Regions from separate parts of the Sus scrofa genome. Here regions 1 and 2 are each linked to region 3. A link is a contact called in public HiChIP or PLAC-seq data. All regions are on one chromosome and are shown on one strand. Each heading gives the region's core, a stretch centred on a gene start, on an enhancer-like site or on the middle of the called end of the contact. The rest is flanking DNA. Distances are from core to core; before and after follow the strand shown.

What was found. HiChIP or PLAC-seq counts read pairs in DNA pulled down with a chosen protein or histone mark.
Region 1: a contact with region 3 is called in an H3K27ac HiChIP or PLAC-seq map of alveolar macrophages. The contact joins the promoter of EEF1AKMT3 here to the promoter of MBD6 in region 3. A contact is called at or near these places in 1 of 47 Hi-C or Micro-C datasets (liver) and 1 of 2 datasets of contacts at active chromatin or transcription factors (alveolar macrophages).
Region 2: an H3K27ac HiChIP or PLAC-seq map of alveolar macrophages shows a contact between it and region 3. The contact joins the promoter of NAB2 here to the promoter of MBD6 in region 3. A contact is called at or near these places in 2 of 47 Hi-C or Micro-C datasets (heart right ventricle and liver) and 1 of 2 datasets of contacts at active chromatin or transcription factors (alveolar macrophages).

The regions. Positions count from the first base shown.
Region 1 is chr5:23,061,269-23,065,755 of Sscrofa11.1, reverse strand. EEF1AKMT3 (protein-lysine methyltransferase METTL21B) reads right to left here and starts at 2,642. Exons shown (of 8, transcript XM_021091900.1): 1 at 1,989-2,642; 2 at 1,765-1,876. The coding sequence starts at 2,165. METTL1 (tRNA (guanine-N(7)-)-methyltransferase) reads left to right here and starts at 2,731. Exons shown (of 6, transcript XM_003360738.4): 1 at 2,731-2,901; 2 at 3,759-3,922. The coding sequence starts at 2,789.
Region 2 is chr5:22,398,008-22,403,044 of Sscrofa11.1, reverse strand. NAB2 (NGFI-A-binding protein 2) reads right to left here and starts at 2,770. Exons shown (of 7, transcript XM_001929485.5): 1 at 2,415-2,770; 2 at 99-972. The coding sequence starts at 2,497.
Region 3 is chr5:22,787,307-22,791,760 of Sscrofa11.1, reverse strand. MBD6 (methyl-CpG-binding domain protein 6) reads right to left here and starts at 1,541. Exons shown (of 14, transcript XM_013997655.2): 1 at 1-1,541. It also overlaps a transcript of DDIT3 not described here.

The sequences.
Region 1 (4,487 bases), core at 1,393-3,892, 270 kb before region 3:
GAGAATAACACCAGATTTCTGACTTGGCAGCAGAATAGGGAGCAAAAGAAGAAGCCAGTCTAGGAGCAAGTGAAAAATGTTTCCATCCATGTCACATGCCTTTTCTCACATTTCAGCCTAGCTACCCACTTCTCATCCACCCATCCTTCATGGAAAGCTGCTGTTGACACTCCCTCCATTTTTCTAAGCCTGGGGTGTTCACGCTCCTCCTCTGGACAGAGCGTCTCTTTGATGGACTCCCAGAGAGTCAAGGAAGACATGGCCAGAGCATGTCCACTAGCTCTGCACATACCCCAACATAGTTCTCATGCTGTAACATCTTTCCCCATCTTCACCACTAGACCATAAACTCCCTGGGGAGAGGAAATCTGTGTTACTCATTGCTGTATCCCAGCACCTAGCATGAGTCTTGGCACATAGGAGATTCTATATACATGCTGGTTGAATGAATGGAAAGACTTCCCTGAATGTGTTTTGTGTTACGTCCCTGTGAACAAGGACATGTTAATTTGCATTCCTAGGGAGATGGCATCATAAGTGGGGGTTTTTTGTTTGTTTGTTTTTGCTTGTTAGGGCCCCACTTGCAGCATATGGAAATTCCCAGGCTAGAAGTAAAATCAGAGCTGCAGCTGCCAGCCTGAGCCACAGCCACAGCAACTTGGGATCCGAGCCAAGCCTGCAGCCTACACCACAGCTCGTAGCAACACGCAATGCTGGATCCTTAACTGAATGAGCAAGGCCAGGGATGGAATGTGAATCCTCATGGATACTAGTTGGATTCTTAACTTGCTGAGCCACAATGGGAACTCCACATCATAAGTGTCATTTTAATTTCAATTTAATTAATTTATTTATTTATTTTGCTTGTTAGGGCCACACTTATGGCATATGGAAGTTCCCAGGCTAGGGGTCAAATTGGAGCTACAGCTGCTGGTCTGCACCACAGTCACAGCAATTTGGTATCTGAGCTGTGGCTGCGACCCACACCACAGCTCAGAGCAACACCGGATCCTTAACCCACTAAGCAAGGCCGGGGATCAAACCTGCATCCTCATCAATACTAGGATTGTTTCCTCTGTGACACAACAGGAACTCCCATAAGTGTTTTTAAAGGAATCTTTTCAGTGTGAAGTTTTGCCTGCCCATTAGATTATAAACCAAGGAACTGTTTCCTTTGTAGTTTTTGGTTCTTGACAAAAATGAAGCAAAATTTTCCTTACCATTTCCTTTCCTGAGTCTGAAGTGCCTAATTTCTACCCTGCTTCCCACAAAACACATTTTAACCCTCAGAAACTCATAAGCTTGCTCCTCCCAAGCAATCAAAACCTAAAGAATCAAAAATATACTCGCAATGAAGTTACAAAGTACTTATGAGATTTAATACCTGCAGACTGCTCCCCCTACAGGGTACCCCCATATATGCGCTTTGACAGAAGACCATAACCAAAGCAAAGATTTTACATGACAGCATAGTCCACAAAAAATCACAAAGAGCAAAAACGCAGGAAAAATTCCTTCTGCTAAGGCCTGCCGGATTTTTGTTTCCTGCCTCCAAATCAACCACCTTGGGTGCTATTACAGCCAACCAGCGCTGTCTGGCCACACAAGAGCAGGTGGAGGTGGGCTGGGGGTGGGGGAAGATTCGTTAAAAAGAAGAGACTGGGCTGGTCCCAAAATACTCCCCTCTCCCAAGAATTCAGGAAGAAAACTTCATATCCCTGTCCCGTACCCCCTCCACCATCTCCCACCGCAAAGCTCACGCACCCTGCAGTGCTGCCAGGATACCCACGATGCCCGTCCCCGCTCCCAGTTCGATCACTTTCTTGCCTCGGAAATCCACATTTTGACTCTCGAAATAGTTGCACAGGCTCAGAGCCTACAGAAGAAAAAAGAGAAAAGACTGTAGCGGGGATGGCTCCATATGGAAGGAGGCAAGTCCGGGGTCTGGACCTCCCGCGGACCCTAGCCCAGAGCCGCCCACTCCTCACCGCGTCCCACACGCGCGCTGCCACGCCAAGGCGGGATCCGAAGTTCTCTGTGATGCTCAGCTCGTGCCCACAGAAGCAGAACCGGCTCTTCTCCGAGTAAGAGTCGGCGAAGAGCCCGACCTCCCGTGGGAACACCGATTCGGGCTCTGATTCAGGATCTGGGCGGGGGTCTGCCATCTGGCAAAGAGAGTGCAGGGACGCCGGTGGGCACTCGGATCCCAGAGCTGAAGCGGGGTGGGGGTTGGGGGGCCGTGGGCAGTCTCGGCTGCCCCGTGGCACCGAGCCCCGCCTCCGCGAGTTTGCCTTCTTTCCTCCAGTTTGACTTCCTGGACGTGGAATGAGGAGCGGCCTCTCTGGCTCAGGGCTCCAGCGCACACCGGACGGGACTCACGCGGGACCGCGAGGGTCAGATCCAGCTGAATGCCTGGAGACCAGGGGGAGGGGAGAGGAGCGAGGATTAATTCACCATAGGAAGCGGGGTCCTCGGACCCCTCTCACCAGCGAGGGGCACAGGGGCCTGCAACCAAGAGTGTAACCCAGACCAAGTAGAAGCAGGCTAAGGAAAGAGGCTCGGTGCAGATCTAGCCTTGCCAGTGTGTTGAAGACCAGCGGCGCGGAGGAGCCCTCCCGTACCGGCCCCCTGCGGCCCCCTGCGGCCCCGCCCTGCCAGGCCCAGCCGAATTCGCTCTTGGGACTTTAAGGGGCGGGCTCTGCTCGCAACGTGTCTGATTGCGTCATTATCCTGCGCCCAGAACCTCTGTCTCCACGTGGGTTCCGTAGAGAAACTGCCGCTAGGGATCATGGCGGGTGCCGAGACTCGGGACGCGGCAGAAGCCGAAGCCTCGCAGCCTCAGAAGCGCTACTATCGACAGCGGGCTCACTCCAACCCCATGGCAGACCATACACTGTGCTAGTGAGTGAGCAGGGCGGGGGGCGGGGAGGGAAAGGAAGGTAGGACCCCCAAAATAGCGCGGTGCAGCGCGGAAGAGCTATTGTGCTGGGACGGTTGGAAGGTTTAGGTTAGACTCGGAGAAATCAACTGGGTGACGTCATTTTGGAGGTGGGTCAGGGAGATTTGGCAGAGCGCGGAGTTGGCACGTTGGGAGGGGGCGTGGCGTTCTGGCCGAAGTCTGGGTAGCGGTGCAAGTCTGGAAAGTGAAAAAAAATTGTTGCAAAAGAGTTACCTTGCGGCACAGCGGGGTAAGGATCCAGCATTTTCACTGCAGTGGCTCAGGTCGCTGCTGTGGCGCGGGTTCGATCCCTGGCCCGGGAACTTCCGCATGCCGCAAGTGAGGAGAAAAAAAAATTGTTATCGAAACTAGACTTATGGAAGAGTCTGTCTTTCAGTTTCATTTATAGAATTTAACAAAAAGACAGACGTATATACAATCCCGCCCACTTTCCTCTTCCCACAGAACATTTCAATAGCAAAGTAAGGTCCCACTGTCTTAGGCAGCCAGTCTCTGGGACAAAGGGAACTTGTGCCCCGGAAAGGAGAGGTGCCTGGCTAGAGTTACATCAACCCCTGGAAATGGAGATGGGCAAATCAGCAATTAATGGGCCTCATGATGGGTCTATGATTCACACTGGGAGTTAAGGGTAGTTTCCATTGTGAGTCCTAGATGCCACAGGACCCGCTCTTACAGAATTTTTGAGAAACACTCCTTTAACCTACTTCCTACCCTCATCCATCCACCCACACACATGTTGTATCACTTCTGCAACGACATGACCATCCTTCTCATGTTTCTCACGTCTTCTCTCCAATAGCCCTGTGAAGCCAGAGGACATGGACTGGTCTGAGCTATATCCAGAGTTCTTCACTCCACCGACTCAAAATCAGAGCCACGATGACCCAAAAGATGAGAAAGAAAAGAGAGCTCAGGCCCAAGTGGAGTTTGCAGACATAGGCTGTGGTTATGGTGGCCTGTTAGGTAACACTCTGGCCCTTTCTCTGTGGCAAAGAGAGGCAATGCCTAGGTTCTGCCACCTCAGCAGGTTTGGTGGGGGCTGGTAGTTGGCCTTTCCCCTTCAGACCAGACGCTGGTGCTGTGACATCAGTGTGGAGAACCTCCACCTTCTCTCCACTCCGGGTCTGTGGCCTTTGCCCTGGAGAAGGGAGGGGGCTGCCTTAAAAACTCTTAAACTTGGCTTGTCCTGTCTAGTCCCGCCCCGGCCCCAGTCCCTACATGAGCCATTTCACCTGCGAGGTGCCGGGTCAGTGAGCTGGTCAGCACAAGCGTCAGAGATTAGTCACTGTGGCCAGTGATCCTGAACTGTCTTTCTCAGGGATTCCACCACCACCCCTCCCCCGCCCCCATTCCTCACCAGAACTCATTCCTTCTCTGAGCTCATATTGTCAAATTTCTCTTGTATTGTCTGTATCATCCCAGTCATGCATGCTGGACCCACTTCTCCATAGACTTAACGGCACAACAGAGAGGAAGAGCATGGTACTTGGTGGCAGGAAACCTTGGTTCGAGTTCCAGTTCTCCCTCT
Region 2 (5,037 bases), core at 1,521-4,020, 390 kb after region 3:
AAGGTCAATGAAACAGACTTGGGGAAGTGATCATTCTCAGAGATGAGTGGGTCAAGGCCTGGGAGTCAAGAGCACTCCTGGGAGGCTGGGATCCTTACCTCATGTAGGCTGAGCTGCTTGCCCTCCCGCCGCTTGGAGTCAAAGCGGCCATAAATGATGCTGTATTTGCGGATCTCCTCTTCCTTCTGGCTGTCGTTATCGTCCATCTCAAAGATGTGCCCCACGCTCCGTGCCAGCTTCTTGTTCAGCTTCAGCAGGGACGTTACCTCCCCAGCATCCCCCCTCGGGAAGCTTCGGAAGATTCTCTCCACGCTCTCCACCACCATGCGTACCATCTCTGGCTCCAGCCGATCCGGACCGCCCCCAGCCCCAGCTGCTGCCAGCCCCCCAGCCCCAGTCCCCTCGGGGACTCCTCCCCCTGCAGGTGGGGAGAACGGGGGTGAGCCAGACTCGTCTTCTCCTCCTGCCCCAACATCGGACTCTGGAGTACTCCGGCCTGGCCAGATCCGGGGGTCCCCTGCCCCAGGTCCCCCGGGCAATGGTGACAGCTTCTCTCCAAGTTCAAGGGGGCTCTTAGGGCTAAAACTGCGGGCACTGCCCGCCTTTTCCCCAGGACTGCCATGCCCGTTGCTCATGCTCCCCTTCCGGGACCCCGAAGTCTCAGAGATCTTGAAGAGCGGAATGCTGGAGACGGGCACGGCGGGCACTGGCTGGCTGAAGAGCCCTGGATTGGTGGCCCACTCTCTTAGTGCCTTCTGTAGGCGTCGGACATGGAGAGGCTTGGTGGCCATGCCCACGAGTGCCATGATCTCCAGGAACTCCTCCTCACCCGCCTCACACAGTTGCTGCACGTCGTCCCCTCCCTGCTGGATGAAGGTCTCATAGTAGGAAAGGAGATTGGCGCGCTGCAGGACCCGGTACAGCTGCAGCTCCCCCAGTGTCCGAGGCAGGGCCATGGCTCGGGCACTGGGCCTGAGAAGGAGGCACAGGACAGAGAGGGGATGGCGGTCAGTGCAAGTCCTCCTTGCTGGGTACGAACACACGTTCACGGTTGTTTTCTCTTTCCCACCCCTCTTCCGAATGCTCTCTCTGCCCAGTGCCTAGGTCGGAGCCCAAACCACAAGAACCAACCACTGCTCAGAGTCACAGCCATGCTAATGCCATCCCAAACTGGCCAGAAGTACTAAAAACCATACTGGTCTTTGTGGAAGTCAAAGGCTCTGTTCCCCCATCCTCAACTTTTACTTTTCTGGCCTGGCACAAGGAGACCTTGCGCGCTGAAGCCAGCCAGCACACCCCGGTGATGGCTGGACCACCCTCTCCTCCAGAACACAGTCCTCGTCTTCCCCCCAAACACCCAGCAATCTCAACATTACACAAGTTAGCTTCCCACACTGAGGTGAATGTATGAGCCCCCACCTCCCTACAATGGACACCTGGGCAGCTTTATTCTCTGGTGGCATTATGCTCATGTGGCTGAGGCAGAGGGTGTGGCTTCCCTGCCCTTTTCAGCTCAAGGAGCCAAGCAGACCCCTACTCTGCTACCTTTTCCCACCTCTGCTAAGCCTTCCCCAAGGATTAGGCATTTTCCTGCTGTCTCTCCCCAGAACCTCCCCCCTCTTCCAGACTGCCCAGTGGCCCTCGGTTGGTCCCTCTCCCAGCAGTGACCTTCCCACCTGCTCCAGAGGTAGGCCCATCCCTTCAGCTCAGGCACAGGGGAGGGGAGAAGTGCCTCAATTGTTCTGCTTTGCGGCCCGTTCCGCCCACACACACTCCCACGGTGGTAGCGTCCGTGGGCGAAAACCGCCGGGGGGCTCCCGCCTACCCCTCTCTCCCTTTTTCCATCCACATCTTCAAGTGGAGTGGGGGAGCGACTCAAGGCCTCTTGAGGGAGGGGCTGCACACCGAAACTCCCCTCCCCACTCTGTAAATAAAGGTACGGAAATGGAAATAGACGCCTAAGGCACGTCCTGCTCCTGCAGAGCCGCTCTGATGCGCTCTTGGTTCAAAGGCGCCGACTTCTCCCGACCCCAAAGCGGCGCGCTCCATGCCAACCACAGATTGTGCCAGCTGAGCGGCTCTTCCCCAGCACTGTTGCCAGCTAGAACTCCAGGGCTTCCCCTGGCACTTAGGAGCCCCCACATTCTTTGCAGGGGCTCACAGGCCAGGTCATGCTCACAGAGTAAACGAGGAATGGAGAATTAGATACTATTCCTTCACATCCAGCTTCATCAGATCCCTGCCTGCTCCCATGGCCCCCTAATTCGAAGGCGCACCCCCTTTCCATCAGTCTCCACCCCCCACCCCCGTCCCTCTTCCCCTAGTCCTCTCCTCGACCTCCGCCCTCCGGACCCCTTTCCCCGAGTCCAGCTCCACCCATTTCCACTCCCCGCCGCTTCCCTTTGCCCACTTACTTGAGTCTGGGCTGAGGGGTCCGGCGGGCGCTGTCCCCTCCGCCCGGCGGCTGCTCGGCAGTGGGGGAGGGAGCTCTGTGCATGGACGGCTGGAGACCACCGGGGATGCCCCTCTCAGTGTCCGGCGCTCGGCGCCTTCTGTGTGCTGCGATCTTCCTGGCGCGCGAGGCCGTGTCCGCCGCTGTCCGGGCTCCGTCCCTTCCTCCACGTCTCCTCTCTCCGAGCCTCCGCGCCTCTGTCTGTGCCTCTACCCCCCCCCTCCCCGGCTGCGCTTGCCGCCTCTCCGCGCCTCCGCCCCCGCAGGACGCACGGGGAGCGAGGCCCGGCGCAGCACTGGCTGCCAGGCGGGCGGAGGGCGTGGGCCGAGCCGGGGGCGGAGGCTTGTGGGCGGGGGGCGGGCGCCCGGGCCTCTCGGCCGGCGGTGGAGAAGCCTCAGCAGAGAGGCGGAGAGAGGCGGAGAATGTGGGGAGGGGGGTGTGGAGCAGGAGGCGGGGGCGGGGACTCGGCGCCAGGGCGCCGAGTTGGGGACTAAAGTGACCGAGGCCGGGCTGTGGAAGGCGGGCTTGGGGACTCAGCGGGCGGGGCGAGGTCGCTCGGAGCCGCCTACGCCGGATGCACAGCCGGCCTTCTTCGCGCCCACGTACCCACGTGAGCGCCCAGCCGGCGACATTCTTACTCCCACTCCTCCTTCCCCTCTGAGCAGAGAGCGGAGTTTCACAACCACGCACAGGTACACAAAGACACAGAGAAGCACACCGACGGGCACACGCGCCTAAACAACTACCCGGTCGCCTGCTGCCCACACTCGGGCTTCGCGGTGCTATACGTGTGAATGTTAGGAGTGAGCCAGGAAAAGTTGGGAGACTGGGGTGCGCGGCTCCTCTCGTGGGTGCTTCTGACTCCCGTAGAGTGTGCACTTAGGACAGATCTGTGAACGTGGAGCTCTGCAGGAATCCCTCACAGATCCTCGCACTCTTCCCAAACCACGTCGAAGTTCGGGGAACAGAAATGGGCGGGGTTTGCCATAACCTGCTGCTTAGACGCGCGTCTATTAGTCGCGCTGGGTTGTTAGTGCTTAGGTCAGGCAAGGATGGGAGGGGTATCCTGCCTTCTTCCGCTAGTAGCATCCTATTTGCTGAGAATGGGGACCTACCTCTGGGGAATTCTGTGTGGCAACTTTGGGAGGAGGATACCCCTTCTAGGGACGTCTGTGAAGGTATTTCGCCGGAGTCAAGTGGGAGACCGGCGGAGGCCGGGCGCGTCGGACGTGGCTCCCTACCGACGTGGCTCCCTACCGAGGAGTAGGAGGGAGGAGCTCCTTCAAGGAGCTTTGCCCCTCTCTGCCACCCACCATCCCTCCCCTTTCTTTTTCCCAGCCCCATCTGGTTCCCATTACACTCCCGCCCACGGCTGAGAGGGCCGACTGGCGGGGTCTCTTAGAGCCCGGCCCAGCGGCTCTACGCCCCGAGGAAATGAAGGAGGAGGGGCGGCAAAATTCCCCCTAATCCAAAATCTCAGCCCCACCCATCATTCAGCACTTCTGAGTGGCCCGGGCCAGCAAGGAGTGGGTAGCGTGGGCCAGGGCTGGTTCTACATTCCGGCCTGGCGAGGGGACCCTCCCGTCTCCGGGTGGGACAGGAGAAGAGAGGTGCACCACTGGGGGGAATTTCAGTAGCCAAGATTCTCTTGTCCGTTCCATGAAGCCCCCAAAATGGGGTTGGAGGGTGATCGGGAGCGAACCGAGTCCTCGGTTCTACAACTGGAGGGCGCGCCTACACCGGCTCCCGGCGGAGACACTCCTCGACCCCTCTTAAATGTGTGGGCGCCCCTCCCCCACTCTCTCCCGGTTATTTTAGAACCTGGGCGCCAGCGGCTGGCCCGGGGTTTCCACGTGCCTCCTCCCTCCCTCTGCCCACGCTCCCCGTGACGCACATCCTCCGCCCACACAGTCTCTGCTCCAGGCGCCCCCCTCCCTCCCACCCGGGCCCCCTAGGGGCGGTGCTGAGCCCCCGGATCCGAAGGGAGACGCTGGCTGGCCCGGGGAAGACGGCTGAATAGGGCGTGAATCAAGGGGGCGGTGACCAAGTGGGCGCCGGGCGCTAGAGTCCCGGCCCTGGAAAGGAGATGAGGGAGGAGCCTATTCTGGGGCCTGGGCTCCACGGTCCTGGGGCGGGTACTAGGCCAGAGAGAAAAATTGGGGGAGAAAAATCCTTTGCACTGGCTCAGCCAACTCCCCTAGGGATCAGAAGGGATAATTTCTGAGTGCGAACTTGTGTTTGAGATTGAAACTCCGGGGTGTTTATATCTTTGTTTCTCGGGTGTCGTGAGGGTCAAATGAGAGGGTGTATATGAAAACTCTGTGAATTGTGAAATGCTAATAAGCAAATTTAAGACGCTAGTGCCAGTTGGTGCCTCTGTACCCTGAGATTATGTATTTATATGCTTCTTTACATCGACTTGTGTGTCTGTGTCTCTGTCTCTCTCTAGGTTTGTGAGCCCCTCTGTGTGGATTTAAAAATATGCACATTTAAAAAATCATTGACTTGTCAAGCCCCGCCAGAGGCCCAGACGCCCCCGCAGCCGGAGCTGCTGAGATGTCTGTTCTTCTCTTACCTCCCACTCC
Region 3 (4,454 bases), core at 292-2,791:
GGGCCGGGCCCCCGCCCAGCGGACAACGACGAGCCAACAGGAGGGGTCGCAGTGCGCATGCGGGAGCGCGCCTACCCCTCCCCCACAACCCCCCATTAATCCCCAAGAGAACAAACACCCCACGCGGCCCCCCGCCCTCCGCGGAAGGATCCGAGCCTCTTCCCAGGCCACTGGTGGCCAATCCCAGCCCTCCTCGGGGAGGGGCCCCTTCCGAAGCCGCAATCTGTTAGGGGAACCAGGAATGCCAGGTCCGGGAGGAGCTGGCCCCAAAAGATGAAAGTCGCGACTTGCCCTGCCCCGCCCCAAAGGCTTCCCGGGTAGTGTGCTGAGACTTGACCCGCCTCCCCAGGTCAACATGTCACAACACGACCCCGGCCTGTCAAGTCACATGACCTCTGCCTGTCACTGACGACCTGGTCATGTCTTTGGACCAGGAGAGACCATCTGGTCCAATCCACCCCCGCCTCCACTTACAGAAGGAGAAATGGAGGTCTAGAGCAATGGTGCAGGCCTGGCCAAGGACTTGTCACCGTCACGCTACCACCTATACCTGCTATCTAGCGACAAGCGGTCTTATGACAGTTTCTACTTAGGACAAACTCTGGCTGCCCCCATGAGGGTATGAGGATATGTAACAGGACACCACATGGCCTATGTTTTCTACCTAATGGCACTGGAAAAATACTTTGAATTTTGCATGGTGCTTTTCATTTTTGTTCAAGCTGCCTCCAAGTTCGTAAGTCTTTCATTTTACTTTCACAATTCATTATCTTGTATTTGAGAACCAGAACGGCGAGGCACAGAGAGATTAGGTGGCTGCCCTAGGATTCATGGACAAGTGAAGGACCGCTGAAGCTAGAATCTGGGCTCCTGACAATCCACTCCATAGCAGTAGTGTGCTCACGTGCAAGCAGTGTTCCAGGCAACAAGGCTCTACTGTAGCCCACCTAGAAGTCAGGAGGCCTGGGCCCGGCTCCTCACAGCAGGGAGTCACAGGACTTGCAGGTGTGGTACACTGAAAAGGGCGGGCCCAGGCTTGGGTGAAGGGCACCAGAGCACCACGTGGGGGGGGGGGGGGACAGAATCCGGTCCACCCGGCAATGAACATGAATTCTGGCTTGCTGAGGGCTCATCAGAAACTTTGCAAAGATAAACGTCTAAGGGTGCTCTTCAGAGGGGAGGAACTGAAAATGACCACCAAGGGGATTCAAGTTCTTCAGCCTCTTTGGAAGAAATCAGGGGGCTAAAAGAAAAGACCCCTTTAAGAAAACTGGAGAGGATGCAAACAATCTTGATGGATGCAAATTTTCAAAGGAAGGATGTTTAAAAGACCTTCTGTCCATTAGCTGGGAGAGGGTGGTAAGCGAGGAAAATGGGAGTCCCTTATGGAGGAAATAGAACGGGGGCTAATGTCAGGTGGGTGGAACATGAGCTCTAGAGAGAGACAAGCTGCAGAGAGATTTCACACCGCAGCTTAGGGGTGACGGGTTGAAAACCGTTGGGGCCGTTGGGTGCCGGGAGCTGGCGCCCCGCCCTCTCGCCTCTTCCCCGCACCCCCACCCCCCGCACCTCCCACTACCCTCTCAGTCCCTTGCGCGCGTGCGCGCGCAGACACCGGTTGCCAAACATTGCATCATCCCCGCCCCCCTTTCCTCCCCTCCCCCCTCCAGCTCTCCCCTCCGCGCGCGCGCATGACTCACTCACCTCCTCCGCGAAGCCTCGTGACCCAAAGCCACTTCCGGGTCCAACACGAAGTCGACCCCCAAGCGGGAGGAGGTGATGGGGGCGGGGCCGAGGAGCTCCTGAGTGGCGGATGTAGGGGATGAGGCGGGGCCAACGCCAGCGTGCCGCTTTCTGATTGGTAGGCTTCTGGATCCGCCCCAGAGGGGAGGGCAAGGCCCTGTTAAAAGATCCCAGCTCTGCGCTGCGGAGGTCAGAGGCTTGAGTCTAAGGCTTAGAGAATATCATGTTGAAGATGAGCCGGTGGCAGCGACAGAGCCAAAATCAGAGCCGGAACCTGAGGAGAGAGGCGAGTACTGATTCCCTATTTTTTTACTCTCCCATCCTCGCGAACACCAGTTGTCCTCTCCAGGTTAGGGCATCCGCTCTTTGGGATGTGGCCCCACCCCCTCTGCAAAGCGGTGAGGTGACTGTCCGGTGGAGTGAGGGGAATCTTTTATTCGGAAATGGTGCTTACGGACTCTCTTCCTTGGCAAGACAGTATTATCCCACCTATGTCCGGAGCACAGACCGTGCTCTCTGTTGGTCGGTGAAGGGGCCCTCGGGAGATGTATTTTCTCCGGTTGCTGACCCCAAGCCTCCTCGTTAGGCCTGTCCGGTATGAGGCCGAGCAACAGGACACACCCCCGCGCCGAGAAGCCTGGTGACCGTAGCTAACCGGCTTTGCCACCATCGGCCCTGCCCCTTCCCCACCCCCAATCCTGTCTCAGCCGCAGCGTCTCGGGGCCAGCATAGCCACGTCAGTAGCTGGGGCTTCTGGACCCTCCACAGGACATTTTTTCCGCGCCCTTGCAGAGGACAGAATCTTAAAGAGGCTGACACAAGCCTTTGGGAAGAGGGGTGCCCATGAACCGGGAGCGGAGATGGGTTTTCCCTTTCCTCAGAGCTCCCTGGGTCTCCTGCACAAGAGAGCATCCCGGATCTTTTAAGTGAGGAAAGCCATTTGGGGTCTCCCCAATGAATTGTCCTTCCCCTGGGATTGGTCTATGCCTCCTTCCCCGTGTCCTGTCTCCAACTAATCTCTGTGTAACCATTGCATCAGGCTAGCTAGCCCCCTGCTCGGCTCTGCAGCCCTCTGGCCTGCGGCTCCACTGCTGATGAAAGCTATGTCCCACACACTGGAAGGCAAGGAGGGTTCCCCAGGGAGGACAGCCCTGCAGAGAAACACTCAGGACGGTATTGCGTCTACAGTCCCCAGGGATAGGCAGCTGCTGCTCTGCCTCTGGGCTTCATCCTCCTTATCCCTATGAGGGACAGGGGAGAATGCACCATTCATTCCTAACAAATATTTAACCAGCACCTCCTATGTGCCATGCAGTGTGAGGCTCAGCATACATCCATGGACAAAAGAAAAAAAAAAAAATTCTCTGCTCTCCCAGAGCTTCCATTGCAGTAGGAAAAGGCATACAGTAAGCAAATATGTAAGTGCCACGGGAAAAGCTAAGGCATGGAGGGGTAGAGAATGCTCAGAGAGGAGAATACAGTTTACCTGAGTGGTCAGGGATTCCCTTTCGGAGGTGACATTTAAATGAGAGACCTAAATAGAGGCAAAGCAGTAAGGCATGCAGTATGTGGAGAGCACTCCAGGTGAAGAACAGCAAGAGCACAGGTCTTAACGTGGAAGCGTGTGTAGTATCTTTAGGGAACAGGAGGCCAGTTGGCTGGACTGAAGTGAGCAAGAGGGAGAGTGGTCAATGAGAAAAACAAGGCGAGGGAGGAGCAGATTATGGAGGGCCTTCTAAGCCATTTTAAGGACTTCAGCCTTTATTATGTGTGAAACTGGAAGATTTTGAACAGAGGAGTGACATGGCTTGACATAAGGTGTTTTGGGTTTTTTTGGTCTTTTTGTCCTTTTAGGGCGACACCTGTGGCATATGGAGGTTCCTAGGCTAGGGGTCCAATTGGAGCTGTAGCTGCCAGCCTACACCACAGCCACAGCAAGGCAGGATCCAAGCCGAGTCTGCGGCCTACACCACAGCTCACGGCAATGCTGGATCCTTAACCCACTGAGCAAGGCCAGGGATGGAACCCACGTACTCATGGATACTGGTCAGGTTCATTAACCACTGAGCCACTATGGGAATTCCTTGACATAAGTTTTAAATGGCTCACCTTGCCTGCTGTTGTAAATAAACTCTGAGAGGGGTGGCTGGAACAAAAACTGGGAGACCTTTTAGTCAAGAGGCTTCTGCAGTCACCCAAGAGAGATGACAGTAACTTGATTAGAAACAATGGAATTGGTGAGAAGTGTTGATTCTGGGGTTTTGAAGCATCAGGTAAGTTTTGGAGTTCTCTTGTGGCACAGAGGGTTAAGGATCTGACATTGTCACTGAAGCGGCTTGGGTCAAGGGCACGGCCAAAAAAAAGGGGGGTGGTGTTTCCTGGTGGTTTGGATTGGATTGTGGGATATGAGAGGAGAGGAACCAAGGATGATAGCAAGATTTTTGGCTCAAGCAACTAGAGTTGCCATATGCTGAGGTGGGAGAGACCTTGCAAGGGGAAGATTAGTAGGAGTTTGTTTTGGGACATAATAAGTCAGAGATGCCTATCAGCTACCCAAAAGGAGAATGGCAAGTAAGCAGTTAAGAGCTGGAGGTCCCAGGAGAGGTCTAGACTGGAAATAGACATTTGGAGGATGTCAGTGTGGGAATGGAATTAGAATACCACCTGATTTGTTCTCTCTTTTGTAGTCCATTCCTTACTCTGGAAGGTTT